4 separate regions of the Mus musculus genome follow, and all the other regions are linked to region 3. The links are chromatin contacts, called in public HiChIP or PLAC-seq and promoter capture Hi-C maps. All regions are on one chromosome and are shown on one strand. Each heading gives the region's core, a stretch centred on a gene start, on an enhancer-like site or on the middle of the called end of the contact. The rest is flanking DNA. Distances are from core to core; before and after follow the strand shown.

Region 1 (7,094 bases), core at 2,433-4,932, 820 kb before region 3:
CCCCCCAAGCATTTAATTAATTGATTATATATATATATATATATATATATATATATACACTGTAGCTGTCTTTATAGGGACTCAAATACCATTACAGATGGTTGTGGGCCATGTGGTTGCTGGGAATTGAACTCAGGACCTCTGGAAGAGCAGTCTGTGCTTTTACTGGCTGAGTCATCCCTCCAACCCCAGTGGGGCTTCTTAAATGAGCCTCTCTGTGTTTTTTCCTCCGCTGTCTTTTTTTTTTCTCTCTGCAGCTAGCCACACCTGACCTCCTGAGAAACTGTGTTGCTAAGCAACCGTTTTTTTGGTTGTTTTTTTCTTTCTTTTTTTTTTTTACCAGCTGCTCTTACGACTTTTTTCTCTCTTAAAGGAACAGAACTAAGAAACTGCTCTGTATCCTGAGCACACTCGTTTCTCTTCTCATCCAAACTTTAAGTTTGGATTTCTGTCTCAGATTTTTTGTAAGTACTTTCCCGACATCCAGTGCCAAATATAACTGCACTGCCTCTCACCTGGGACTTTTCTAAGCTTGCATTCCATGCCCCATGTTGGGCGCCATATACCCTTAAGAGTTTTTGTTTTTGTTTTTTCCCAAGCTTTGTTCCCAGAAACGATGACTCTGAAACTTCTTTTATATAGATCAATAACTTTCACTTGGTTCCCTGACTTGCTCATATCTCAATAGTCCAGTTTATTCTATTCTAGAGCCACATGGTTGTTTACCTGCTTCTCAGATTTATGTGTCTGTCTCCTCAGAATTTGGGTGAATCTCTCATGTACCTGATTCATTTCCAGAATTCTTTCTCTCCCATGCAGGTGTGTTACCTTTGAATTCTGCCTCAGCTAACTGGCAAAAGGCTTTTCTATTGACAGGTGAATATTTATACACAGTGCACAATGACCTTATCCCTACAACTTCCCCACTACATGGCATTACCTACCATGTTGGTCTGACTCTGACACCTCCTCCATCTGATTCCTCATGTTGAGTCCTCATGTGGTCAACTGAGACCTTCCCTCTTTTAGGGTACGGAAGTCCCGCCTTATTCTCTTCTGTCCAGTTCTTTAATGACCAATCAGAAAATAATGGAGGGCAGTGTTTTACAAAATACCAAATCAGGAAATGCTTCATAATAATGCCAATACCAATTCTGGACTACATTTGGATCTCTGGGTACAGAATTCATCACTTAAATACACAGTGCTCAAAAACATCCTCAATATTGCCCCTTTTTAGTCTAGAAAAGGACTTTCTCTTAGATTAGTAAGGTATATATAATAAGAACAGTTATGGAAGCTATCAGGTAAAATTACTGTTGCTAACTGTTTCTAATGCTTTGTCTTATTTAGACTCTCACAAGCATTGTTTCCAGACACTGAGGGTCCATAGCTGGCTTTGATCAAGAATTGCCGTGCTGGGCGTGGTGGCACACGCCTTTAATCCCAGCACTCGGGAGGCAGAGGCAGGCAGATTTCTGAGTTCAAGACCAGCCTGGTCTACAAAGTGAGTTCCAGGACAGCTAGGGTTATACAGAGAAACCCTGTCTTGAAAAAAATCAAAACAAAAAACCAAAAAAAAAAAAACAAAAACAAAACCCAAAAAATAAAAATTAATCATTGGCTGGAGAGATGGCTCAGCAGTTAAGAGCACTGACTGCTCTTCCAGAAGTCCTGAGTTCAATTCCCAGCAACCACATGATGGCTCATAACCATCTGTAATGGGATCCGATGCCCTCTTCTGGTGTGTCTGAAGACAGCTACAATGTACTCATATACATAAAATAAATCCTAAAAATAAATTAAAGTCAGGGTTTCTATTTCTACACAAAACATCATGACCAAGAAGCAAGTTGGGGAGGAAAGGGTTTATTCAACTTATACTTCCACATTGCTGTTTTTCACCAAAGGATGTCAGGACTGGAACTCAAGCAGGTCAGGAAGCAGGAACTGATGCAGAGGCCATGGAGGGGTGCTGCTTACTGGCTTGCTCTTTTATAGAACCCAAAACTACCAGGCCTGGCATGGCACCACCCACAGTGGGCCCTTTCACCCTAGATCACTAATTGAGAAAATGTCTTACAGCTGGATCTCATGGAGGCATTTCCTCACCTGAAGCTCCTTTCTCTGTGATAACTCCAGCTTGTGTCAAGTTGACACACAAGTACACGTATGCGCGCGCGCGCGTACACACACACACACACACACACACACACACACACACACACACAGAAATGTTGGGCCTGAGGTCACACAAATAATGAGGCACAGGCCGCCACAATCCAAAGTCAAACAAAAGCAGCTTTTATTCACCAAGGGAAACTCTCACCAAGAGATCTAGCTGGACTAGAGATGCAGTTAGGCTCGGGAGCTGAAGCAATGAGCCCAAGAAGTGGGCTCACAGGCCTTTTAAAGCAGAAAACCACAACCAGGTATGAAGTGGAAGATTAGGGTGAGGGTCTAGGCAACCTTTACCATGGTTGGTTGTGGTTAGGGGGCTTTCCAGAGGTCCTGGTTCCTGATTGGTCTGTGGTGGCCCCTAGGTATTCCAGGGAAAGAAGGGTGGCAACTGTTTCAGGATCTTGGAGAAAAGGCCAGATGTTCCTCCCCTTCCCTGAGTGGTAGACTCTAGAACATTTGTGGTTTTTCTTGGAATTGGGGCCATGCAAAACGGAGGACAGACTTCAAGATGGAGCAAGTTAGGCCAAAGAAGTTTAACCCAGTCCCACCGACACACACACATACACACACATACCTATTAAAACAATAAGATAAATAGAGCAATTTTTAAAAATTGATTTACTTCTTGGTAGTCAAAGTTTCAGATTTTGTTCTGATTGATGTTATCAATATAAATTCCACGTGTAACTACTAAAAAGTTCCAGTTTCACTCGACAAGGCATAAGACAGCATTGGAAACTTAAAAAAAAAATACATATATTTTTTTGTTCCATGTGCCTGAATTTTTCTCCCCCTGTGGGAAGAAAATGGGTGGAGATGACATATTAACAACTAAAATGCTGAGCTATTAAAACATTTCTAATTTTGCTTTGTGGGTTAAAGACCTCTCTCGCACATACCACTTAAAAAAAAAAAAAAACATTGCCAGAGTATGTGCTTTAATCATTTCATCCTTGTCACGCCGATCCTATTATCTATTTAAGTGACCCCCTTCCCCATCAGCCTCAAGAACGACCTGAGTCTGGGTCCTGCAGTTCTGAGCACAGAACGTGGGGCTCCCAGTAAACGACAAGTAAAGACCTGCCTATTCTTTCGCCTCAGGCTGACCACAGGTGTGGTGGGATGATATCTAGGAATCTATGGTAGGCATTTTGCAGCCAGTGCTTGTCCATTGCAAAATGGGAATAATTCGTACCTGTTTCCAAGTGATTTAGGGAGGAGCCAAGAGATGAGCGTGAAAAGTTCGCAGCAAAAAGATTAGTAACTCACTCATTATTTAATGGATAATTAAGCTCCTAGGCCCGCTATTACAGAGCCCAATGTGTTTCTCCAGCCGATCGCAGCCTTTCGGACTAGTGCTTAGGACAGGATCTCGCCCGGGGCTGGTCTCCTGCGAAGCCCAGCGAGGTGGCCTTATTAAAAATGGCGCTGGCGGCTTCCGTGGCGACTGCGGCGGCGCGGACTGAGTGTGCCCTCTGACCTGTTGGCAGCAGGCGGGGAGGGGCGCCGGGCGCCGCCATATTGGCTGTTGTCCTGTGAGGGGAGCGGCGGCGGCGGCGGCGGCGGCGGCGGCGGCGGCGGCGGCGGAGGCGCGAGAGGAGCCAGCGAGCGGGGGAGCGGCGCAAGAGGCAGCATGACTCGGAGGCGGAGCAGGCCAAGCGGCGGCGCGGGCCGGCGGGAGCGGGCGCGGGCCGCGGGGCTGCAGAAGCCCCAGGCGCCCGAGCCGCAGCCGCCGCCGCCGAGCCTGGAAGCGGGAGCCGGTGCAGGGCCCCCGGAGGTGCCCGCCGAGCTGGATTGCGACGGTCCCCGAGAGGAAGAAGAGCCCAAGCTGGCTCCAGGCCCTCAGGTAGGATCGAGCAAAACGACTCCGACTGCCGGGCTGCTTACACCTCCCCAGAGCGGGAGCGGGAGTGGGGCGGGAGTGGGCATGGACCATACTGTGGGTCTGGGACCAAATCCCAAGTCCGGGGCAGATGCTTTCAACCCGCTTGCCGGGAGTGGAAGCTGGACCCCTCTCCAAAGCCAAAGCTCAGCCAACCCTCTTGCGACCCTTGTAAAGCTACCCGTTCAGGCCCTGCTCCGGAGCTAAATCTTCTGACCATTTATGCTCTCTGGGACTCGCTCAGGTCCCGAGACCACCGCTTAGTTCTCTGCCCTCCACTTCCCTTTGGAGCCACCTGATTCCCCCCTATCCCCTAGCCCCTAAAAGACCATCATCTCAGGGCGCTGGAACCTGCAAGGCTGCAGCCTCTGTGCGCCCCTCCACCCCCGCCCCCAGCAGCTTCATCCCTTCCCCTGCACGGTCTGCAGCCGCTACCCTCAACAGCTGTACCTCTCTGCATCTGCCTTCCGGGACCTCTCTCCTTTCCCTACCCAGCAGAACAGTTGGCGGCCCCAAAGACTGTTAGAATAACTCCACTAAAGAGGAAACCCTTGTTCTCCTCCTATCTCCTGTCCCATAAGGAGCCCCCACTCCCACCTCCAACCCCCGCCAGTCCACTAGTTTGGTGAATCCTGCGAGACTAAGAGTATTTGGGAGGATTCTCGGAAGCTTCCAGCTTGCCACCTGGAAGGTCACTTTCTTTTGAGCAAAAAGGAGCAAACAGGAGAGGCGGGGGTGGCGTGGGCCACAGTTGCTCAGGGAGGGTTGTGGCACCCGGGGCTGGGTGGCTCACCCTAAGCTTGCTCTGACAAAAGAGTTTTGAGTTGGTTTTTTGGCTGAGCCTGCCAAGGAAGGCAGGCCCCTGCAGGAGTCTTGGAGGGTCGGATGCAGCGCCCGGATGAGGACGAGGCGTGGCGGAAGATGCGTTTGGCTCTGCAGACACTGCATCGGGCAGCAGGGGACTCTGGGAGGCTGGTGCAGCCTGAAGGCATGGCTCTTGACAGCCTTCTAGTAGAATCTCTGGAATTGTGCATGTGAGTGGGGATGCCATTTGGGGTACCATTCCTGGAACGCTTTCCCTGACCTCCCCAGTTAAACCAAGTGCCCCCTCTGTGCCCACCACCCTCTTTGCTTCCCTTCAATGGCACCACTCCTTCTGTGATGAAACTTGTTGATGTGTCTGTCCCAAGCACTGAACAGTGAACACCACGGGCTGGGAGGATGCCCTTCGTGGGCTCCTCCACGCCTGTCCCAGGCTTTGCCTTTATGGAGAAGTAACTAGGTGAAGGAGGGGAAGGTTGAATCAGGCTAGAACCTGCACTTATTGTAACCTACTTTTGATGCTGGTCTCCTTTGTGTCTCGTATCACGGTGAGAGGATTTTTAATTAATGAAAGTATCTCAACTTCTTGGATGTCAGAAGCATACCCAACATCCCGCTCTGCAGCCTAGGCTGTCACAGGTTGCCCTGTGCTCCTGCTGGGTCTCCATTTCAACCAGACATTGCTTCCCCTTCTTACCTGTTTTGACCACCCCCCATCCCCGCCCCCAAAGAGTGTTGTTATCTAGAAGAGAACCATGCAGCTAGCTGTCTGTTTTCCTCTTTCTTTCCCATTCAGACATACAGTGCTCTAGAGCCCCTGTCACATAGAGAGCCCAGAAAGTTTGGATGGTGTCTTAACTGTCCAGTTTCATTGAAATGCAGTTGTCCCAAATTTGAACCTTCATTAGTACCTCTGATCCAGGTTTTTATAGATTCTTGTCTATAAAGAAAGACCTAGGATGGTTAGCATACCTTACTTTTATTTTGTTATTTTTAAAGATTTATTTATTTTATGTATATGAGTACACTGTAGCTGTCTTCAGGCACACCAGAAGAGGGCATCGGATCCCATTACAAGTGGTTGTGAGCCACCATGTGGTTGCTGGGAATTGAACTCAGGACCTCTGGAAGAGCAGTCAGTGCTCTTACCCGCTGAGCTATCTCTCCAGCCCGCATACCTTCCTCCTCCCCTTCCCACCTCCCCTGTGCTCTCCTCAGCACCTAGCACTGATTTGATGCATTAGCCAACTGATCTGGTTCTTTGTCTGCTTTTCCATGTACACTGTAGAGTGCAGGAGCTTTGTCAACTAGTCACCAGATCCCTGTCCTAGTGACTAACAGATATTAGTAAACAGACTAGAGGATATAACTACAATTACCCCGTTCTCAGATGGGAAAACAGAAACCCACAGCAATTAAACATTTACCCAAATGACTCCCACTTACAAACAAGAGGCAAAAAAACTCCAATCAAGTAAAAATTCACTCTTACACACACAAGGGAGCTGAAAGACCAGCTCTGATTGGACTCCGCTTTTTGCTAAGGGTAGAAATGAGAGTCAAGATACAGCTTTTTGTGCTCTGGTCAAAAGTTCTTGTTGTCAGGGTAGAGGCTGGACATTGCTCTGTCTACTGTCATATCTTTCTTAAGGATCTTGGTTTGTAACCCCCCTCACTTTTGTCTGGATGTAGAGTGAATATGAAAGGTAAAATTCAATGTTACCTGCTGAACCAAGTCTATGGGTGGCAAATAAGACTACATCCAGCCCACAGACTTATTCTAAGATCCAAAACCCATACACTGTTTTTTTTTTTTTTTTTTTTTTTTTTTTTTTTTTTCTTAACGTAAGTGGGTGTTTTGAAGCAACTGTGTGGCAGGGGGGCAGTAGTTTGTGCCTGTAATTCTATTCTAGCGCCTGGGAAGCTAAGGCAGGAGGATAGCCTTGAATTCAATGCTAGTCTGCACTATATAGCAAGTTACAGGCCAGCCTAGCCTACATCACCCATTTTGATAACTATAGGAAAAAGTGAAGCAGAGGATGTTTCATACCCATATCTGTGCCTCTTAGAATCCTGAAGCATTGCTCGTGCTGAACCCGCGTCTCTCTAAGTCATCCTGAGTGCTTGGGTGGCAGTGCTTCCTTAGGTAGCCTGGCTCCAGCTTGGTTCTCTGTAGCTCTTAGCTCACTCGTGTGACTTGGACACTTTC
Region 2 (6,645 bases), core at 2,485-4,984, 890 kb before region 3:
AAAGACATTTTCATGGAGAAAAGCTGTAACTATTGACATTGGTGTGAATAAATATGTAAGTAAATAGAAAATAGAAAAGTGGAGTGGTTTTCAGTTTAAATCTAAGAACAGTCATTAAATTAGCTTAAAACAGCAAGGAGAGCCCACAGAAACTCTGCCCTGTTTCTTCCCAGTGTCTGCTTTAGTGGCCACTCTTCACACAAGGGTCAGCCCTCTTGGGCAGAATCAAATAAAATCTGCACGAGCAGAGCATATTATCTTACTTTTATCTCTCTCAGGGACTTCAAGGTTCTCTCTGGATTACAGAAAACACAATCTAAAGTTTCCAAGCTTAAAGATACCGTTTAAGACTCTCTTTATAGACAAGTCCTGTGCTTAATCAAACAATGGTTAAAAAAAAAAATAGCAGGAGGCCCACAAACGGGCCACTAATTTCCAAACTAGAACACAGCTTTGGAGAAGCCCAATTTATCCGGGAAGGCCCAGTATCACTGGTTCTGCAGAACTGGACGTCTTACCTCAGGCGCTTCCTGTCCCTTGACCGAGATCTTCTCTTGTCCCTACTCCGAGACCTCTCTCTCCTCCGGTCTCTGTCTCTGCTCCGAGAGCGTCTGTCATCCCCACGTTTGCTTCTTTTGTCAGAGGGTGAGCGACTCCTCGATCGACTTCCAGAACGACCTCGAGATGCTGAGCGTTTTCGGTAGTGGCTACAACAGTATCAAATCCAAGATCAAACTTAGCATCTGTATAGTCCTGACTGTCCTGGAACTCACTCTGTAGACCAGAGTGGCCTTAAACTCAGAAATCCACCTGCCTCTGCCTCCCGAGTGCTAGGATTAAAGGCATGCGTCACCACTGCCCGGCTGTCTATTTCTATGTTTAAAAAAAACTCACAGAAAAGATACAGCCAAGATGAAGTGACATTTTAGAAACCACAGAAGGAAACATAAGCAGGAGCCATGCAGACAGGCAGGGGCCCTTCCAGGCGAAAGGCACATGGGCAAACTCATGGGAAGGAGTCCAGACCGGCACATGAAGGAAAAGTGGCAAGAAGACAGTTACACAAACTAGTCAGTGGGCCAGGGGTGGGGGCCATGCCTCAATCCCAGCACTCAGGAGACAGAAGCAAGCGCATCTCTGAGATCACAGCAGTCTAGTCTACACAGTGAGACTCTGTTTCAAAGAAAAGATGAGAGAAGTGGAAAGAGAAGAGGAGAGAAGTGGGGAGGGGAGGGGAGGGGAGGGGAGGGGAGGGGAGGGGGGGAGGAAAGGAGAGAAGAACTCAAGAGAGCACCACGAGACAAGATCAGAGAAATAGCAAAATACTTAGATATGGAGAACCTCACCGGGTCTTACAATGACTGTCTTTTACTCCGAGTAAGATAAAAAGCTATAGGGCCACATATGGCAGCAGCCCCCTGTAGTGTTATTAAGGTGTCTAAGCTACTGAGGAAAGATCACTATGTCAATCAGGCTAAGATCAGTATGTTCTCATCTCTAAATAAATATTTTAATTAATTTATGTGTATATGTATATGTATATACCTGAGGACAAATGTGTGTGTGTGTGTGTGTGTGTGTGTGCGCGCGCGCGCACTCGTGGAACTGGAGTTACAGACAGCTGTGAGCCACGTGGATGCTAGGAATTGAACCTGGATCCTCTGGAGCAAACCCAGGGCTTTGAACCACTGAGCCACCTCTCCAGCCCCATGAGTAAATATTCTTACAATAAATAACAAAAAAGGAAAAAGTTACCGGAAGATGTTTAAGCATGACTATTTTTAAAGTTATCACTCAAGAATCAGGTATGCAATGCCAGCACTCAGGGGTGGAGGCAGTGCCTCTGGCAGTTGGAAGCGCAGCTTGTATCTATAAAAACGAAAGTATTGTCTTGTTGCTGAGCACAGAACAGATCAAACGGAGGAGGCAACAGGAGGAGAGAAACCATGAGACTGAAGCAAGCATCCGGCTTCAGAGAAGCCCCGCTTAGGTCAGAATAGCGAGAGTAGATGCTGAGAAATACCAAGATCTCCAGTGGAGATAAAACATAGAAGCCCAAAACACTAGCACTGACTCATCTTAATTATGAATTAAATACCAAGTATGAGGGCAAGAGAGAAGGGCTGGGTGTCTCCACATGGGACCAGAATAAGCAGGAAAGGGAGGCTGTGCTGAGGGGAGAGGCCATGGTCGTCCAGCCCATGTTCCGAATGTGTGAGGCCCTGACATCAGCTCATAGCAGCCTTCCTCGCCATCACTGAAGGCTGCCATTACTAGGAATCAACAATCCATTCGCTTTCTGAGCCTTCTCAGGATCTACCTAGAAAGCTCCAGATGAGCGGAAGCCAGGCACCACAGGAAGTCAACTGTACGCAGGTAAATGGGTGAAAAGGACCTTCTGCGAAAGGTCTGGGGAGTCTGAATTTCCTCTTGAAAGTAACAGGATCCAACAGATACTAAGTCAAAAAATGGCAAGGTCTTATTGTTATTTTGATTCCAGCAATACAAATATAATAATTATAACAGCAAGATCAAGAAAGGTAATTCAGGCCGGGTGTGGTGGCGCACGCCTTTAATCCCAGCACTCAGGAGGCAGAGGCAGGCAGATTTCTGAATTCGAGGCCAGCCTAGTCTACAAAGTAAGTTCCAGAACAGCCAGGGCTATACAGAGAAACCCTGTCTCGGACCCCCCACCCCCCCAAAAAAAGAACCATGGTCACTGGCAATACACCCTTTATACGGAAGATGCTACAGGTTTTTTTGGTTTGCAAAAATTTCAAGCTGCTCCACTCACACTTGGCTTGTTTCCCTGAACCTAAGTTTTAACCCAGTACGCCAAGTTTTCATTCTCCCTACACAGTGAACCACAGTACCTTTCAGACTGGCTACATACATACCAGTCATCTCATCTTTCAAGATGATGATTATAATAATAGTAGTAGTAGTAATAATATCATCATCATCTACCTCAAGGTCCTAATCCGTTATTAAAACCTAAAGTTTTGAAGACACCGTAAGGTGCCCGCGTGAAAGGTTTCACAAAGAAGCAGGCAACATAGTAACAAAATGTATCCGCGGAATAAATGGCCATGGAACAGGTGTTTTTGTTGTAACCCAATAAAAGCCGGTCCTGCACATATAGCAGGTGCGTAAAAAAGGCCTGCATACGCTCCTTCTAAATGACTTAGGCAGAGAGGCCCACGTGCGCACGAAAGTAACCCAGAGTGGAGGCAAACAATGTTGTGAAGACGAAGAGGAACGGGAGTGAACCGGCTCTGGGTTGACCCGGGGGATGAGGCGGGAGGCTCCGTGATGGGCGGGGTGGGGTCAGGGGGACTGTTCCCGCTCAGGGCTCGACCGGTGGTCGCAAGCTCACGGCAATCGGCTGCCCTGCATGCCAGCTGCGCCTCGTCACAGCCCGGGTGACCGGGTCCTCAGCAGCCACACGCGCGGCCACCCGCACTCTACCCGCAGCGCCGCTCCCTCCACCCGCTCGCTCCCCTCCGAGCCCAAGAAGCCGCTCGCCCGCGGACTCACCGAGACTCCCGGCCCATGCTGCCGGCCAGCAGAAGGCCTGCGCCCTCGGGGACGATGCGCAGGCCTATGAAGAGGACAAAGGAGGGAGGCAGCAAGCTCTCACGGTACCGAGCGAGGACCGGTCCTACGAAATGGACAGAGCTCCAGCAGTGACCGCCATCAGAGCGTGGCCAACGAAAACAGGATGTGCTGGTGCCGGGGTGCGGAAGGAAGGAGCGGGCGGAAGGAAGCGGCTGCTTCTCCAGAGCGCCACCAACCGACTGGAGGCCGCGCGGCGCGGGCTGCGCCGGCAGCAACAACTTACTTTTCTAGCGCAACCCGCAGCCCTTTTTGGCGCTATGGAGTGTGCCATCAGCCAGGTCAGCCTTGCAAAGGGTCTTCGCTGCAGACCACCGAGGAACCTAATGCAGCCTGCGGCTCTCCCAGGGAGTGTGTCTGTTTGCCTTAATCTGCATTAACTAATGCTCCTGTCTCCTTATATGCTCCGTACTGAGTCACTTATGTGTATGCCAGATCCTGACAACTAATAGTAGTGATGTGTCTTCGACACAAGGAGCATCATACTGAAGAGGAAAGACTCTTCAATATGAGATGTGAAGACTTAGAATCTACAGAACAGAGATAAACTGCACTAAGGATTATAATAGTTCTTAACACTGGGAAGCTTTCGGGGCAGGGGGGAATACATGATCCGTTCAACCGCTCAGGAAATGGGGCCCAAAGGCACCAGACAAAAAGCACGGGCCTCCCTCTTGCTCTGGCTCTTTGTCTGGATCACTCCATTTCTGCTTATTATCTTTATATTCACATTTTGACCTGTCCTTTAAGTGTTTTACTTACCGAACTTACCCCTATACTGGAACAAAGAAGCCCTCCCAAAGGATTTCCTATGCCTACAAACACCTCAAATGACCAATCAGATTAAAGACAACCTGGCCTTGGTAGAACAAAGCAAAGCAAGAGCAAATAGATTCCCTACCTACAGAGGTCCTCCAAGACTGCAAAAGACTAACTTCATGACTGCAAAAAATGGAGGCGTCTATGCCTTCCTAGGAAAAGGATGTTTTCATGAAAACCAATTAGGCCTAATAAAGGGAACCACTGAGCAACTATTTTAAAACAAACTCAAAACCAGAAAAGGAACAGACAATGCATTCTAGAAGAACACCTGGATGCCTGGGGCCATGCATCACACCATTGGCAGGTGCGGTCATTGGTTTTTGGTTGGCTGGTTGGTTGGTTGGTTGGTTGGTTTTCTGAGACAGGGTTTCTCTGTGTAGCCCTGGCTGTCCTGGAACTCACTCTGTAGACCAGGCTGGCCTCGAACTCAGAAATCCATCTGCCTCTGCCTCCCAAGTGCTGGGATTAAAGTCATGCGTCACTACTGCCTGGCCTATTTTTGTTTGTTTGTTTGTTTGTTTTCTTTGTTTATTGAGACAGGCTTTCTCTGTGTAGCCCTGGCTGTCCTGGAACTCACTCTGTAGACCAGAATTTTGGTTTCTTTTTTTTTTTTTTTTTTTTTCTTTTTTTCAAGACAGGGTTTCTCTGTAGCCCTGGCTATCCTGGAACTCACTCTGTAGACCAGGTTGGCCTCGAACTCAAAAATCCACCTGCCTCTGCCTCCCAAGTGCTGGGATTAAAAGTGTGTGCCACCACTGCCCAGCCAAATTTAACATTTCTGTTCGAGTTTGGTTTTAAAAGATACTCTGCATAGCTAAAAAGATTTCTCAGAGGTAAAGAGCCCTTGTTGCTCCTGCGGAAGATCTGGGTTCGATTCCCATTACAGACACGGTGGTTCAGAACCATTCATAACTCTAATTCCAGGGGCTCCAATGCTCTCTTCTTACCTCCCTAAGCACCAAGCACACATATGGTATAAATACATACAGGCAGGCAAAACACACAAGATAAAATGAATAAATCTAATAGGAACAATCTTAAAAGACATGTAGCTCAATGTCAGACCACCAAGCTGGTGTGCACAAGGCCTGAGTTTGGTTGCAGCACAGAAAGTCAAGGCAAAAGACAAAGACACACTTGTGAGAATGTACAAGAGAAAATTCCCAACTATGACTGTGACTAGAGAAGCACATTTTTGGTAGAGCTGGAGAGGCAGGTACACAGTTAAGAGCAATTGCTGTCTGCTCTTGCAGAGGACTTTTGATTCAGTTCCCAGTCCCCACAGGGCCGCTCGCAACTGTTTACAACTCCAGGGGATTCATCTGACTCCCTCTTCAGGCCTCTGCAAGTACCAGACATGCACAAGGTACACAGGCAAACATGCAGGCAGGACACGCAGACACATCAAATAAAACTAAATCTAAACAAAAAAGAGATGAATACAAGATGCATAGAATATAAACCTTTAAAAAAATGCATAGGGCTGGAGAGATGGCTTAGTGGGTAAGAGCACTGACTGCTCTTCCGAAGGTTCTGAGTTCAAATCCCAGCAACCACATGGTGGCTCACAACCATCTGTAATGAGATCTGATGCCCTCTTCTGGGGTATCTGAAGACAGATAGTGTACTTACCTATAATAAATAAATAAATCTTTAAAAAATAACGTATAAATACTTGGGTAACTGCCCACCCCTCAAACGTCAGCGTTAGTGCTAGGCAGGCATCCTGTCTCCAAGCTCCACTACGGCCCACGGGTACAAACTGTAACCACGTCTCCCTTTAAATATGTACGTGTACATCGACTCAAGAAACGATACATCTAGCTACCTCTTTCAGGCTTTGTGTTCAAATTTTTAAAAATAAAATGTACAGACTTCTATTAGTCAATCTAATTCCATTCGCTTTTATTTTGAGGATGGTTTCATTTCTCAGGAAGGAATGACAGAAATACAAAGTGCAGTCTTTTAGGCAGGCTGAGACCTGTCTATCTAGTCGCCTAAAAGGACTAGCCTGGGCCTACAAGAGGGATTACAAATCTCAGACATTAGAGGAAAAGTGGAAGATTGGACTTCTAATTAAACAAGAGAAATCGTTAGTGCTGTTCGTTAACCTAGTTGGTTACTCAGACCAGTACTGATACAAAGTCAACCCTTTTAAATCAGGGAAACGATTACATTGGATTTCTGTAAAGCCAAAGATTTTGATGA
Region 3 (7,022 bases), core at 3,440-5,939:
ATGAGCTCCGGAATTAGCCAGAGAGCTCCTGGCCTATTTCCAAACAAAAGGAACCACATTTCTTGGATAAGGAATATGGTTTCCAGAGAAGCCCTTTTACACTGTGTCTACTTCTTAAGGACTCTGTCCCCCTACCATCCCCCACCCTGCTCCCTGTTCCCCACAACACCAAGGCCCACCTCCTGCCTTCCAAATAGACTCTCTGGGCAGAAATGGGAGGGGTTATCAAGGAGCAGCTGGGCCGTGATTCAGCCTGAGTCACCCGTCCAAATCCTGGGCCACCCCAGCCTTCAGCTGCTGGGGGTGGAGAGTTGCAGAGAGGTAGGGAAGGGGTCTGTGTGGGCATCAGATTGTGATTTTTTCTCTCTTCCAGTACTGGATATCAAACCCAGGACCTTGCATATGCGAGCCAAGTATTCTGCAGCTGCATTACAACCTCAGCTCAGTTGTTTGTTTGTTTACTTTACACAACCTCGGTCCATTGCTGATATCCTAGTCCACGCTAGTCTCAATCCTCCTCGATCCCGGAGCTCTCAATCCCCTTGCCTCCTGAATAGCTGAGATTGCATGCCTCTGCCACCATGCCCAGCTTGTTGGCTCACGACTCTTGAGGCAGTACAGTGAGGGCCTGGGAGCAATCCATGTGAAGGGGTCAAGGGTCTTGTCAGGTGTGAGTGATCTGGGCTAAGTTGGGGGACTGCACAAACATGGGGTGCTGCAGGTGTATCTGTAAAGCCACTATGACTCCCTGTCCTCTGCTAACTGTGTGAGCCTGGTGAGTTATCTTTCTCATCTGTCTGGTGGGTCTAATAATTCTCCTTCTCCGTTGGCTTTCCTTAAGAATTGAATAAGATGAGGTAACAACTATGGAACACCTAGTGAGCACCACCATTGTCATGAGGGTGGGGAGCACAATGTGCAGCCGGAGAGGCATGGAGCCTGAAGGAATCTGTGGTCTGGGTGATGACTTTTGATGAGCATGTGGACATGAGCTGTGCACGTCTCTCTGAAGCACTGAACTGCGTACAAGAATGGTGCCCAAAGATGGCTCTGGGAGCTACTACACACCATAGTTCTAACTCCAACACATAACACACATCACATGCACACACATGCACACACACACATGTGCATACACACATGCACATGTAACACACATATACCACACATCTACACCACACACATACACATCTACACCATACAAATGCACACACATACCACACACACGTACACATATACATGAATACACCTGCACACACACATACATGCACACACATATACATGCATACACACACACATACATGCACACACACCATCCCTGGAGGTTTTGATTTGCTAAAACGCTGATCTTCAGCCTAGGTGACAGCTAGTGCACAGGCAAAGGGGACAGGAACTTCAGGTGTTATTAACTGCCCACCTCAAAGCTTTTCCAAAGCCTTTCACTTCAAACAAAACTGGGATGGGGTTATCTGGCTAGAGCCAGGAGTGGGTGGCCTTGGGTGTGAAACACAACTGTGTAGGAACATGATATGGACACGGCAGAGAGGAAGGGAGAGCATGAAAAACACATCATGCCGCTTGTGAGCATGTGCACACAGGCACTCAGGGTGGCACTGGGGGCCGGCTGCTGCCTCTGCTCTGATACAGTCTGCTTGTCTCCATGGCGCCGGTTGCCACACACGCTCTCTTCTCAGAAAGTCATCTCTGGGATTGTTTATTCCACCCCCAGCCTGGGCACCCGCCAAGGAGCTGCAGGCACCTGTTTATCTTCTGGTGCATACGAATGTGGATGGCTCCCCAGCGGCAGTCCAACCTGAGGTATAAGCACATTCGAGAGTGCACACATACTCCACATGGGTGTGGTGGACCATGCAGGTTGGATACAAGGAGCCCAAGTCCCAGGCCTTGGTAGACACTCCATAAAGGGGCACAAATAACTTTCCAGGAGGCTTTAGGTAGGCAAGTCACCTAAAACTGTCAAGCTTGCTATTAACAAAGGTGTTCTCCACAAGAGCTATACTCTGCTGGGCATTTACAGACCTCTGGAAGCTAAGAGTTATATACGGTAGCCTGAAGTTCAGAGACCTTGCAGTGACTGGCAAGGAACACTAGCACAGAGCACAGGGGTGGGGGTGGGGCACTGCTGCCACTGTTCTGCCCGTGTTCAGCTCCTCATCTGCTCCAGTAAGTGCCGGTTGTCCATAAATTTCAAAATATGTTCTTGTTAACAAGACTCTTTGGAACAGAAGCAGCCAGAGGATCCAGCAAGAGGACACAGATAGAAAGAGGCCTTGACTGTGACCTCACAGCAGACCCTATTCAGACACGCCCACTAAGAGGACTCTCAACCATCCTCCACCTAAGTCTTTATCAAAGAGGCATACTCGTTCTGCTGGAATCATTTTGCCCGGGATGCCAGGGAAGAAACCACAGCCCCACGAGCACCTCCAAGCAGAAGGATTCTGGAGTAAACACTCACTCCATTTTCTAAGACTTCCCCCACAGAACTAAGCTCCACTCAGCCACGGTGGCAGCTTAGCAACCTCACATTGGCTGGTTCTCCGGTCACCCTCTCACTCCCCTGCCAGTGCCCTAGCACCTCAAAAGTGAGCTGCATGCCCTCCATATTCACCTCAGGGCTCTCAGAGGCACCCCAAGGGTCTGCGGCTCACTCTTCCCTCCAAATGCCTGCTCTCCCTTGCCGGCATTCTGTCGCTCCCTTCTGCTTTCTCCCCTCCCATCTCAGTCTCCTCTGCCTCCGTGGAAGCTGCCACATTCATTTTTGTTCTCCGTTCTCTCTTTTTCCCCCCTTTTATTATGACAAGGTCTTATGTAGCCTGGGCTGACCATAACCTCCTCTGAGTGGTGGAATTACAGGTGCATACCACCACACCTCTTTTTCTGTCTCAGGGTCCAGACTTCTTGGGAAAGATGTCTCCTTTCTCACTGTCCTTCCTTCCTCCCATCTTCACAGCAGCCTTGTGGTCCTTGGGTGGTGCAAGGGCGTCCATGCTTGCCTGTTGGTTTAATGCTTTTCCCGCCATGTGCTGACTCCCTCCCTACCACCTGTGACCTCCACCATACACCATCAGCTCTCAGTTGATGGGTTTCCTGTTGTGCCTCCAGCTGCCAAGCATAAAGCTCAACTGTGAACTCATATGCTAGGATAATCATCCCACAGGCACCTCCTTTCCCCAACATTCAGAATGTGTCCTTCATTCACAAGATGGAACCTCAGAGGACCAGCACAAGTGTCTCTCAGCATCCAAGACCAAGACCACTTGACTTCCCCCCAATAGTTAAGAGTCGCCTCCACTCCATCTTATCAAAGGCTTGCGGCTTCATTTATAACCAGTCCTCACCTGAACCACTGCCACAGACTTCGCAATATACTTGGTTCTGCTCCAGAGTCATTCTGCCTCTGGTGAGACTGCTGAAAATCAAAGCTGGTTCTTGCCACTTTTGTGTGTCTCATGGACCTCCCAAGCCTCGGTTCCTTCCTGCTTGCCAGAAAGCCAATAATACTCACCTTGAGGGGGCATCTGGCAATAGGTGAAATGATGAATGTGGACCAGGGTTTGTAAATTCTGAAGCTAAGTACCCTCTTGGGCAGTGGAAAAACCATTTTCAGCACCAAGAAAATAGGAGAGCGACTCTTCTGTGCGCTGTCCGTGGTCCTGAAAACGGGTCCGTGCTCTCCGACATAAATTCCATTGTTTTGAGATTTTTTTTGGAAACAAAGTCTTGCTAGTTTTATTATATCAGTCTTGTCCAAGCTGATCAAGTACTCACTATATAGATCAGGCTGGCTCAGAACTCAGGATTACCGACCTGCTCTAGACACCTGAGTGCTGGGATTACAGGCAGTGTCGCTACTCCTGGCTTTTCCTGTGGATTTTAAATGTTCACTTGCCATCTAGATTTTCTTACTGTTATTAAGGTAAGGTAAACAGATAAGCAATGGTTACTAAAACATAAGCCCAAGTGTGGGGCTTCAGAAAGTGGCCTGTATAAATTTGCAACCCCAATTCGACCTACTAAGGAATGGTGTGACCACAAACAAGAAACTTAGCCATATTTGAAAAAAAAAAAAAGTGCGCAGACTATTCACTTGGCCTGATTGGACATGGAAGCCATTGACACCTAAAAGTCAAATTTTAGCTCTGTGTCCCTGTCTAAGATTTTCATTTGCATTAGTAATCTAGCAAGTGGCTTCACAGTTCAGGCACAGGGATCTTTTTACCACTTCCAAGATATCACAGAGTTCGCATCTGAGAAGTCCAAGGACAGGGTCCCACTCCTCTGCTCAAATGTAGAGAGAAACAGGCAGCGAGTCCTCACGCCTTCAGCGGTTCACTCAAGTGGACTCCTAAACACCTTCTTTCAAGCACTTTCTTTTTTAAGATCGCTATGAGGCGATTTAATACTAGTTACAGACGTAAAAACTGAGGCTCAAAGAGGCGAGGTGACTTGTTGGAGAGTATCCAGGAGGAGGAGACCGGGCATACCCAGACCAGAGAGGGTGGGCGGACTCCCCGTCGGGGAGGCTGCTGCAGGGAGGACGCCGAGCGCCTCCCAGCCCAGGGCCGCCACTCGCCGGAGCGTGGGCAGCAGCGAGACAAAGGGCCGGGGGCGGGGCGGAGGGGGCAGAGGCCGGAAGTGCGGCCGAGAGGGACGCGGGAAATTTCCTCGCTGAGGCAGCAGGCAAATCGGGAAGACCGGGGTTTCGGTGCGGCCGCCGCCCGTGCGCCCGCGGTGCTCCCAGCTGAGCACCAGGCGGGCGCGCGGTCCCCAGGGCCGGGCGGCGTCTGCCGGCCCTCGCGCGCCCCCGCGGCGCCCCCTCCCGGCTCCCGAGTGCACCCAGCGCGCATGCCCGGGGCGGGGCGCCCAGCCGACCAGGGACGGCGCGGAGTCGGGTCCGCCCGCCAGCGCGGCCGAGGAGCACCGGGGTGGTCTGCGCGGCGCGAGCCGGAGCTACGAGGAGCCGGCGCGGGTAAGCTGCGGGCGCGCGTTGGGCCGTAGGGCGCGCGGACCGGGGCCGCTGTCCAGGGTCCTGGGCCGCGCCGGGCATCGGGCTCGGGCTGCGGGGCGGGGGCGGCGGGGCGGGGCGCGGTGGGGCGGGGCCCCGGTGAACGGCCCCGGCCTGTGGTGTGGGCAGAGGCCGCCCCGCGTCCAGCTCCGCTGCCCGCCGCTTTGTTCCGCACCGCGGTGCGGGAGGGGGCGATTCCCGCCACCGGGGGGAGGGGCCGCTCTCATTGATTCATCCCACCCCGTCACACACCCAGTGTGGCACACAGTCCTGGACGTGGTCACACACCGCGTTCATGCTTGGGAACCTCATTTTTGGACGATGCCAAAGGTATACACACATACACACGCGAACACACACACACACACACACACACACACACACACACACACACACACACGGGCTTTGGTCATTCCATCAGATTCACACATCCGGCCACCTGTGCAACCCACCTAGTGCAACCCAGGTGAGGCTACGCACTCAGAGCATCAATCCTGGATCCAAGTCAGCAATACTCTAACCGACATCCAACCTCACTGCTCCGGCTCGTGCTTACGCCCCTCCTGTACCCTCCACCCTGGAGCAGGCTGTGACCCTGTGCACACCCTTGCATTGTCTCTTAGCCTGCTGCTCTTTTTCAACTGGCACTAGCACAAGTCCGCACACCTTTGAGCATCCATCCTTGCCCTTCTGTGGCTTGGTGGATGAACACATGGACAGATGGCCTGGGGAGTGTTTCTCAAAGAAGGCCTTTTGTTACAGACTCCTTCACCTGCAGCAGCTGCCGGGCGGGGGGGGGGGTCGCCGTGGGGTGGGGGGACACTAGGAGATGACAGGACAAGTGGCAGAAGACTGGGATTTTTTTCAGTCACACTCACAAATGTACACAAGCCTTTGTCAGTCTTGTTACCATAGCAGGAGATGTTTGCAGGTGCCTAGCAGCTCTGGCCCTGGCTGGGGGTGTAGAGATGACTCCAGACTGGGAAGAAATCCTAGAGGAAAAGGGAAAGCCAGGCTGGCCTCCTATCTCTGCATTCACAGGACCGCCCTGCGTGTGAGCCAAACACAAGGACCTATGCACCCAGGCTAGCTCCCGCAAGGTGAGACTGCAAGGCACACAGGATCCCAGTGACCCTCCACAAGGCACACATGCACAGTACACACCGGTTATACAAAAGGCACACCAAGGTCTTCTTGATTAGGACACAGGAGCCAGGTCCTGGGCCCAGACGGGCTACTGCTGGTGTCTTCCACGAACAGTCCACTCACTCATTTGCATACCAGGTGAGCCGGCCATTCACCTACACGGTTAATTCAGCCTGCTGCCAATTCTGGATTACACACCCCAACAGTGAGAGGGAAGAGAGGAGAATCCCTAGGAACCGAAGGGCCAGTTAGACCGGTGTAGAACAAGAGACCTTGGGAGACAAGAGCTGGCACCTGAGGTTGCCTTCGGACTTCCACATGTGCACGAGAATGTGCGCGCCCACGTTCACACATACACACAAAGATTAAAGAAGAGAGCCACGCATTAGATGTTGATTCATAAACTGGGAAGAATCCAGGCTTTGAGATCAGACTCAATGAACTCTGAACCCCACCCAGTCTTCCTCCCTCCAGCTTCATGCCCTTGGTGGTCTTTCCTCCCGACTTCTGTGTCCTCGTCTGTGGTACAAAATGGACAAGGGGCCCCATTGTGAAATTGCTGTGGCTAGAGTCTAGATGATAAAGTGAGCCTGAGAGTGCTGAGTGCTGGATCCAGGGCTAAGCGTGAGGAGCTAAGAAGGGAGCTGTCTTCTAGAGGTAGCGTGGAGGGAGAGGATGTGGGCTTCTAGCCTGGGCCGCCTAGTGTCTGGAAGCTACTAAGAGTTCCTCCCAAACCAGGAAGGATTCAGCAGACCGGTGAGCAGTAGACCCTTTGGAATTTGTCTCCGGGCCATTGAAATGGGAGACACAGGCTCCAAGTGTGGAAAACCCACACAAAGTCACAGAA
Region 4 (6,635 bases), core at 942-3,441, 680 kb after region 3:
ATAGCCCTGGAACTCACTTTGTAGACCAGGCTGGCCTCAAACTCAGAAATCTACTTCTGCCTCCCAAGTGCTAGGAAAGGTATGGACCGCCTGGCAACAATGAGTTTTTACTTTCAAATTAATAACTAGCAAAGGAAATGAAGGAACGAAACAGATTATTACAGACTAATCTAGATTTCTTACCTTGAAGTCCAAACCACCTTTTCAACAGCTACACACAGCTAAAGGCACCCTGTTTGCACAACTAAAGCTGCCATTTCTGCAGGGATACTTTGTTTCATTTTCAGGCAGCAGGAGGTCTGCGAGATGGCTAAGTGGTTAACTTGTTACTCTTTCAGAGGACCTGAATTTGCCACATCTGGCAGTTTGCCACTGTGGGTAACTCCAATTCCAGGGGGGGGGGGGGCTGATGCCCTCTTCTGGCCTCTAAAGAGCACTTGCACCCAGACATATACTACATATATACTACTACTACTACTACTACTACTACTACTACTACTACTACTACTCCTCCTCCTCCTACACACACACACACACACACACACACACACACACACACACACACACAGTTTAGATAAAAGAGAAAGTGGCCCCACTGCTTTATGAGTCCTTTTGGCCTGGCTGTCTTCACAGCTTTCTTGGCAGAAGTTAGGAGGGGAAAGGGGATGCTTCCTCTCAGCCAGCTTTTGCTGCACACCCCGGGATAGTTTCACCAAACTTTTACAGAAAACTAAGCACAACTCTCTCCATTTTGCAGACCTTTGGCTGCACCCTTGAGTACACAGATGGAGCAATTCCTTATCAGAGCTGGGTGGGAATTAACAAACTCTTCCCAAACACTGTTATTGCTGTGAATGTGACAACCTCAGTCCTGGGAGGGGGGTGGGGTGGGGGGTGGGGAGGGGTGGCCTGAGGTTCTGGGACTTCCTGCTGAACTTCCATTTGTCCTCTAAACAGCTCTCCTTCACACAGCAAGCCTGAGTCCAGCATTCTAAGACCCACAAAGTCCTCTTCTTTACCTCAGTGCTCGCCTCTCTACTCCTGCCTCTGCCTGGAACAAGGACGGAGAGAAAAATCTAGGCAGTGGTTTTCAACCTTCCTAATGCTGTAGCCTTTAATACATGGTTTAGTGATTCCTCCAACTATGAAATTATTTCGTTGCCATTCCATAAACATAATTTTGCTACTGTTATGAATCGTCATGTAAACTTCTGATATGCAACCACAGTTGAGAGCTGCTGACTAGAGGCACCCAAAGTAGGTGCAGCAGATGAGGGATCAGGAGTGTGAGAAAACTATAAAGGGAGAGTCCCGGGTAAAGGCCCAAATTCTGAAATCCAGCAGAACTACGCTTTTCCACGAGGTCTCTCAATCGTCACATCGTCACTGAGGGACAAAGTGGAAACAATATATATACTCGGATTGCCTGGCTCTTCTCCCTGGCCAGCTGTGACACTTTAGGCAAGTTATTCAAGTTTTAATGCCTCAGTTTTCAAATCTGGATTATGGATTTGGCAGCATTGGATGAATACAAAAGTCAGAGATCTAACTCCGGAGGCACAGACCTTAGTGTGGTCATTGTCATTCTGGAGGCGGTTGAACCTGAGATGATCAGCAGGAACACGATGTGGGAGCTGAGGGTGAGGGTCCCACGGTTCTACCTGGGACACTTCGGTCCCTTGAAGAGATTAAGAGCTGGAGGTCGGCCACCAAGTGATCTCCACGCGGACCTCCGGGTCCCAGCTACTAAGAGCCACCTGGTCACCTGGCAATTGCGCGCGCCCATCCTCGTGGAGACAGTCCCCTGGCAGCCATCTTGGCCGCCTGCACCCAGCATGTTTCGTCACGCGGTGGCTAGGGACGCGTGGCACGGTGCGTGATGCTCCCCTTTCACATCTGTTCCACAAGATCAGTTCCACGCTGAGGCCTCCCTAGCCCCAGTCTAGAGCTGCGGACTCACGAGGTCCCGGGCGTACGTAACCCGCCTCAGGCATACCCCAGCGCGCACAGTGGACCCTACTGGGTCCCCTGCAGCCCCCGAGATTGCGCCATCCCGCGCGCCTCCGGCTCCCCGCGCGCGCTCCGCAGCCCCCCGCCACTCACCGCCTACCCGGCCGCCACCCGCGCCGCTCGGTCCCGTTCGGCGCCGCCTCCAGCTGCCGGAAGCGCCGCGGCCCCGCGCGCCGCCCCCAGGAGCGCGGCCACGACGCGCGCTCACGACGCGCGGCCCCGCCCAGAGGTTCCTGCCTCTGCCTCGGTGTCATTCATGGCTTTGGCTGCTGAGCTCCGCAGTCTGCGCACGCCCCATGTGCCCGCGCTTCTGCTTCTGGCCACACTGAGAACTCCTAAGTTCATCTTAGCCGCAGCCCGGGTCAATGCCACTGTTTTTCAATTTGGTTTTTTTTAGAAGACCACCCATCATCATTGTTCCTCCATTCATTTGGGCTAATGCTTCTTTTTTTTTTTTTTTTTTTTTTTCCATTTTTTATTAGGTATTTTTTTTTTTTTTTTTTTTTAAAGATTTATTTATTTACTATATGTAAGTACACTGTAGCTGTCCTCAGATACTCCAGAAGAAGGCATCAGATTTCGTTACAGATGGTTGTGAGCCACCATGTGGTTGCTGGGATTTGAACTCGGGACCTTCGAAAGAGCAGTCGGCGCTCTTAACCACTGAGCCATCTCGCCAGCCCCTAATGCTTCTTAAAATGGGGGAGCTTGGCACAGCCAGCCCTCTAAGAAAAACTAGACAATACAAGTGCCACCTTCAAAAGAGTCACTGGCTGCTGGACAGAGATGGGACCATAGGGGAGGTGCAGACCAGAGGTCATGAGCTTAGTCAGGTTGGACCTGGTTAGACCAGGTTGGACGATGAGGAGAGAAGCATAGAATCTCGGACGCATTCTGAAGGCCAGCACAATACAACAAATAACGAATTGCATTCTCTGCACAGGTAGATAAATCCCCTCCCCCTTTTTTTAAAGACAGAAATTCTACCCCAAATAACCTCTACAAGCAATGAGATTCCGAACTGAATTTGGATTCTGTGTGTGTGCGCTCACACACACGCGCGCCCATTGAGTGTGTCTGTCTGTATCCCAATAAGGTGACTGTAAAACGTATATGAGAAAACAAAGAGCCCAAAACAGCTAAAACACTTTGAAGGAGTAGATTGTCCTACAGTTACAAACACAGAAGAATGGTAAAAAAGAAAGGATGTGTTTGTACCAGAATCAATGAGGAGCTCCATCCAGCCAATCAGACATCCAGGACAGGCTGAAAAAAAAGGTCACCAGAGGGGAACATGGGGGGTGGGAGTGGGGATCAGGCTTCTACCTTTAGGGGCTTCTACTGTGGGAGACTGGCCCAGAAGGCCCTACTAACATTGTAAAGAAAAGCAGTGCTCCTTCTGAGTGTGGATGATGTGACCAAGGCCACACTGATCAAATTAAATACCCATAGGTCTAAAAGAGCTGTTGCCTTGGAGCCTTCTGATCCACTGCTTCAAGCTCCAGCTGCCTTGACTTCCACTGGGTGATGGACTGTGCTTTCCAACTGTGACCTAAGATAAACTCCTCCTTCCCTTGGGTGGCTTTTGTTGGGATGTTTTATCACAGCAACAGAAAAAGAAACCAAGACAGTCCCCACATTAAAAACTGGTCTAAGCCAAGAAGATAGTTTGTCTGTTACTGCTTTGTCCCATTGCACCGTGCTCGTTAAACATGTCCCTTTATACCTAGTACTGTCTTGCGTGAATTCTTTTACTGCCCAACCTCCCCACCATACCTGTGGCTCCTGAATATACTGCATCACAAGGCAGTAGGATACACTGCCTTAGACAACAGAAAACTAACTCAATTGCAAGTGAATTCATAAAACAAACATGGAGAGCAGAGCTTGGAGCAATATTTCTCAGACATTTTCAATGGTATTCATTATACTCAGAACTTCCATATGTCCTTAGTCTGATTCTAAAGCAGACTGAAAAAGGACTGAGAGAGAAAGCAAAGACCCAATGTCCTGACTGGTTTTCTAATCAACTTGACACATGTTAGAGTCATCAGAGAGGAGGAGTCTTAGTTGAGAAAATACCTCTATAAGATCAGGCTGTAAGCAAGCTGGTGGCACGAATTAATTTTTTAATTCGTCATTGATGGGGGAGGGAGGACCCGCCCATTGTGAGTCATGCCACTCATGGGAGTCTGGCCCTAGGTTCTATGAGAAAGCAGGCCGAACAAGACATGAGGATCAACCCAGTAAGCAGCACCCCTGCATGGCTTCTGTCTGCATCAGCTCCTGCCTCCAGGTTCCTGCCCTGTTTGAGTTCCTGTCCTGACTTTCTTAGGTGATGAACAGTGAATGATGAGGAAGTGTAAGCCAAATAAACCTGTTTCTCCCCGACTTGCTTTGGTCATGGTTTCATCACAGCACTAGTAACCCTAACTAAGACAACCAACAAAACACAAAAGGACTCTACAAAGAGCTAGTGTGTGTGTGTGTGTGTGTGTGTGTGTGTGTGTGTGTGTGTGTGTGAGAGAGAGAGAGAGAGAGAGAGAGAGAGAACCCATACATTGTAAACAAGTATTTAAGATAAATATATCAATCCACTGTGAACTTTGCAACAGTAGACTATCTAAGTTAACATCTTTGCAACAGTATTTGTAACTGAGGGCTATGCAAGCCACCAGGTTGGCAACAGAGCAGAAGGCATAGTAGAGACAACTTATCTGTTTTCTGTTGCTACAGTAACCATATATACTAACTTTAAAACCCTAGGTGGTACAACTGTAACAGTGTGTTCTGTCTCCGAGTCAGTGTGCTGGCTGGGTGTTTCTACCTCTTTGGTTGCTCTCTGCTTATCCTTCATCCCTACATGACTGATGGCTGTACTCATCTCTGCATTTGAGGGAGGCCTTAGGTACAACAGTGGGCTGACTTCACTCTGCTCTGGTTTCTTTTTGCCCATGGGCTGTACTGGGCATGTTTGCCTAGCAGGGAAACAGACGGGAAGGAAGATAGCAGAAGCCAAGACTTAGAACAGACATATTCCCATTTCTGCTGCAGTCTGTGGGCCCAAGCAAGTGGCAAAACCATGGGCCATTCAAGAGGAAAAGATCACACCGGTATGGTCAGGAGCCGTCAAGCAACATTGTGCAGGTGAAGACTTGGGTGTCCCCCAAATTCTGTCATATGTGTCTTTGCCCTTTCTCTTGGGAATAGACCCTCTCCCTCCTTCCATTTGATCTGATGACCACTTATCCTTTTAGACCTGCCTCAATTACAGGTACATGGCCCACACTGGGTCAGACTCCTTGAATTTGCAAACACTGGAAAAGAGACATTAATCCTCTCTAGTTCCTTTGCCACACACGAACACAGATTGAGGGTGCTAAGCTAAGAGGATTCCAGTCAAAGGAACCAAGTAACCCCCTTTTGCCAGTTTGCAGGAGTGAGTTAGCAGAAAGATAGAGAGTTTGGAGAACATGTCAGACCTTGAGCCTAGTCAATCCTGAAGCCAACCCTGGGCTTCTAGTTACAGGGACAAGAAATCTCTCCTTTCCTGTCTTAGTTTGGGTTTTATTGCTATGAAGAGATACCAAGGCAACTCTTATAAAGGCAAACATTTAATTGGGGCTCATGGTGGGAAGCATGGCAATGTGCAGGCAGACATAGTGCTGGAGAAGCCGAGAGTTCTTTATCTTGCAGCCAGGAGATGACTCTCTTCCAAGCAGCTAGAAGGAGGGTCTTAAAGCCACCCTCCACAATAACACACTTTCTTCACCAAGGCCACACCTCCTAATAGTGCTATTCTCTGGGCCATGCACATTCAAACCACCACAATCCTTCACCCCGTGCATATCTTCTGAGCTGGATTTCCAGACCTGGTTGACTGGGAATTCATGGCAAAATCCAAGGCAAATAGAACTACTGAAAAAAGTAGAAGGCATAGGTGGACAAAGGGGGAGGAAATGAGAGGAGGCATTAAAAGAGAAAGTGGGTGTCTTTAGGTGTTTTGCACCATTGCTTTAAATAGTTTTGTCATTATTGTATATTTGTTTTGTTTTCCCCCAGGGCAGTAGCTTTCCTGGGACTGAGGGATCTTTGTTTGGTATTGAAACAGAAGGAAACAGAAGGCTTTGGAAGTTTTGCTCTCTAACCCTGCTGAGAGCTGTGGGGACTTTGCATTTGAATGTGGACTTTGAGCCATTCAGGGAACAGTGCGAACAAAAAGCATCGCTGTAGTCAGCACTAATCCGGGTACATTTCTGAGCATCATCAAAGTCTGGTGTTCTGAGCAAAGACGTTGCTGAGCTCTGACTCTTCCTTTGCTTTGTTGGTTGGTTGGATGTTTCCCCTCAAGTGATAGGGAAGCCTAAAGGTTCCGGGTCGAGCAATCCAGCAGAGCCTTGCAGATAGGAAGAGACTAGCAATAACTGGATGCCCACCATGAGCTGGGCATGTGCTGTAATGTGCAGTTTTCTCTAGTTTGTAACATGGCTATTCGACATGGTAAAACAAAGATTGAAGATCTGGTCTATGTGTAGAAGAAGCTATACACTGCTTCTGGGCTTTTCTCCACAGAAAATTTATGTATATTTTGTCAATGTTGAGATAGGCTATGCTTTCCTCTAGGA

What was found. Promoter capture Hi-C pulls out the DNA fragments that hold promoters and counts their contacts. HiChIP or PLAC-seq counts read pairs in DNA pulled down with a chosen protein or histone mark.
Region 1: a promoter capture Hi-C map of pre-B cells shows a contact between it and region 3, with 3 times the contacts expected there. The contact joins the promoter of Fam193b here to the promoter of Gprin1 in region 3. A contact is called at or near these places in 7 of 39 promoter capture datasets (embryonic stem cells, hematopoietic stem and progenitor cells, hippocampal neurons and 3 more) and 1 of 9 other capture datasets (pancreatic islet).
Region 2: a contact with region 3 is called in a promoter capture Hi-C map of pre-B cells, with 2.5 times the contacts expected there. The contact joins the promoter of Ddx46 here to the promoter of Gprin1 in region 3. A contact is called at or near these places in 1 of 39 promoter capture datasets (pre-B cells) and 1 of 9 other capture datasets (liver).
Region 4: a contact with region 3 is called in an H3K4me3 HiChIP or PLAC-seq map of pro-B cells, with 4 times the contacts expected there. The contact joins the promoter of Sfxn1 here to the promoter of Gprin1 in region 3. A contact is called at or near these places in 2 of 115 datasets of contacts at active chromatin or transcription factors (large pre-B cells and pro-B cells).

What each region holds. Positions count from the first base shown.
Region 1 is chr13:55,567,708-55,574,801 of GRCm38.p6, reverse strand. It overlaps Fam193b (family with sequence similarity 193, member B), which reads left to right and starts at 3,682. Exons shown (of 11, transcript NM_145382.4): 1 at 3,682-5,097. Gm31364 (a long non-coding RNA gene) reads right to left here and starts at 3,706. Exons shown (of 2, transcript XR_873486.2): 1 at 3,377-3,706; 2 at 327-1,066.
Region 2 is chr13:55,632,088-55,638,732 of GRCm38.p6, reverse strand. It overlaps Ddx46 (DEAD box helicase 46), which reads right to left and starts at 3,734. Exons shown (of 23, transcript NM_001282055.1): 1 at 3,538-3,734; 2 at 519-707. The coding sequence starts at 3,554. Caml (calcium modulating ligand) reads right to left here. Exons shown (of 4, transcript NM_007596.2): 4 at 6,317-6,645.
Region 3 is chr13:54,747,541-54,754,562 of GRCm38.p6, reverse strand. Gprin1 (G protein-regulated inducer of neurite outgrowth 1) reads left to right here and starts at 4,689. Exons shown (of 2, transcript NM_001316710.1): 1 at 4,689-4,993.
Region 4 is chr13:54,067,401-54,074,035 of GRCm38.p6, reverse strand. It overlaps Sfxn1 (sideroflexin 1), which reads right to left and starts at 2,191. Exons shown (of 11, transcript NM_027324.5): 1 at 2,104-2,191.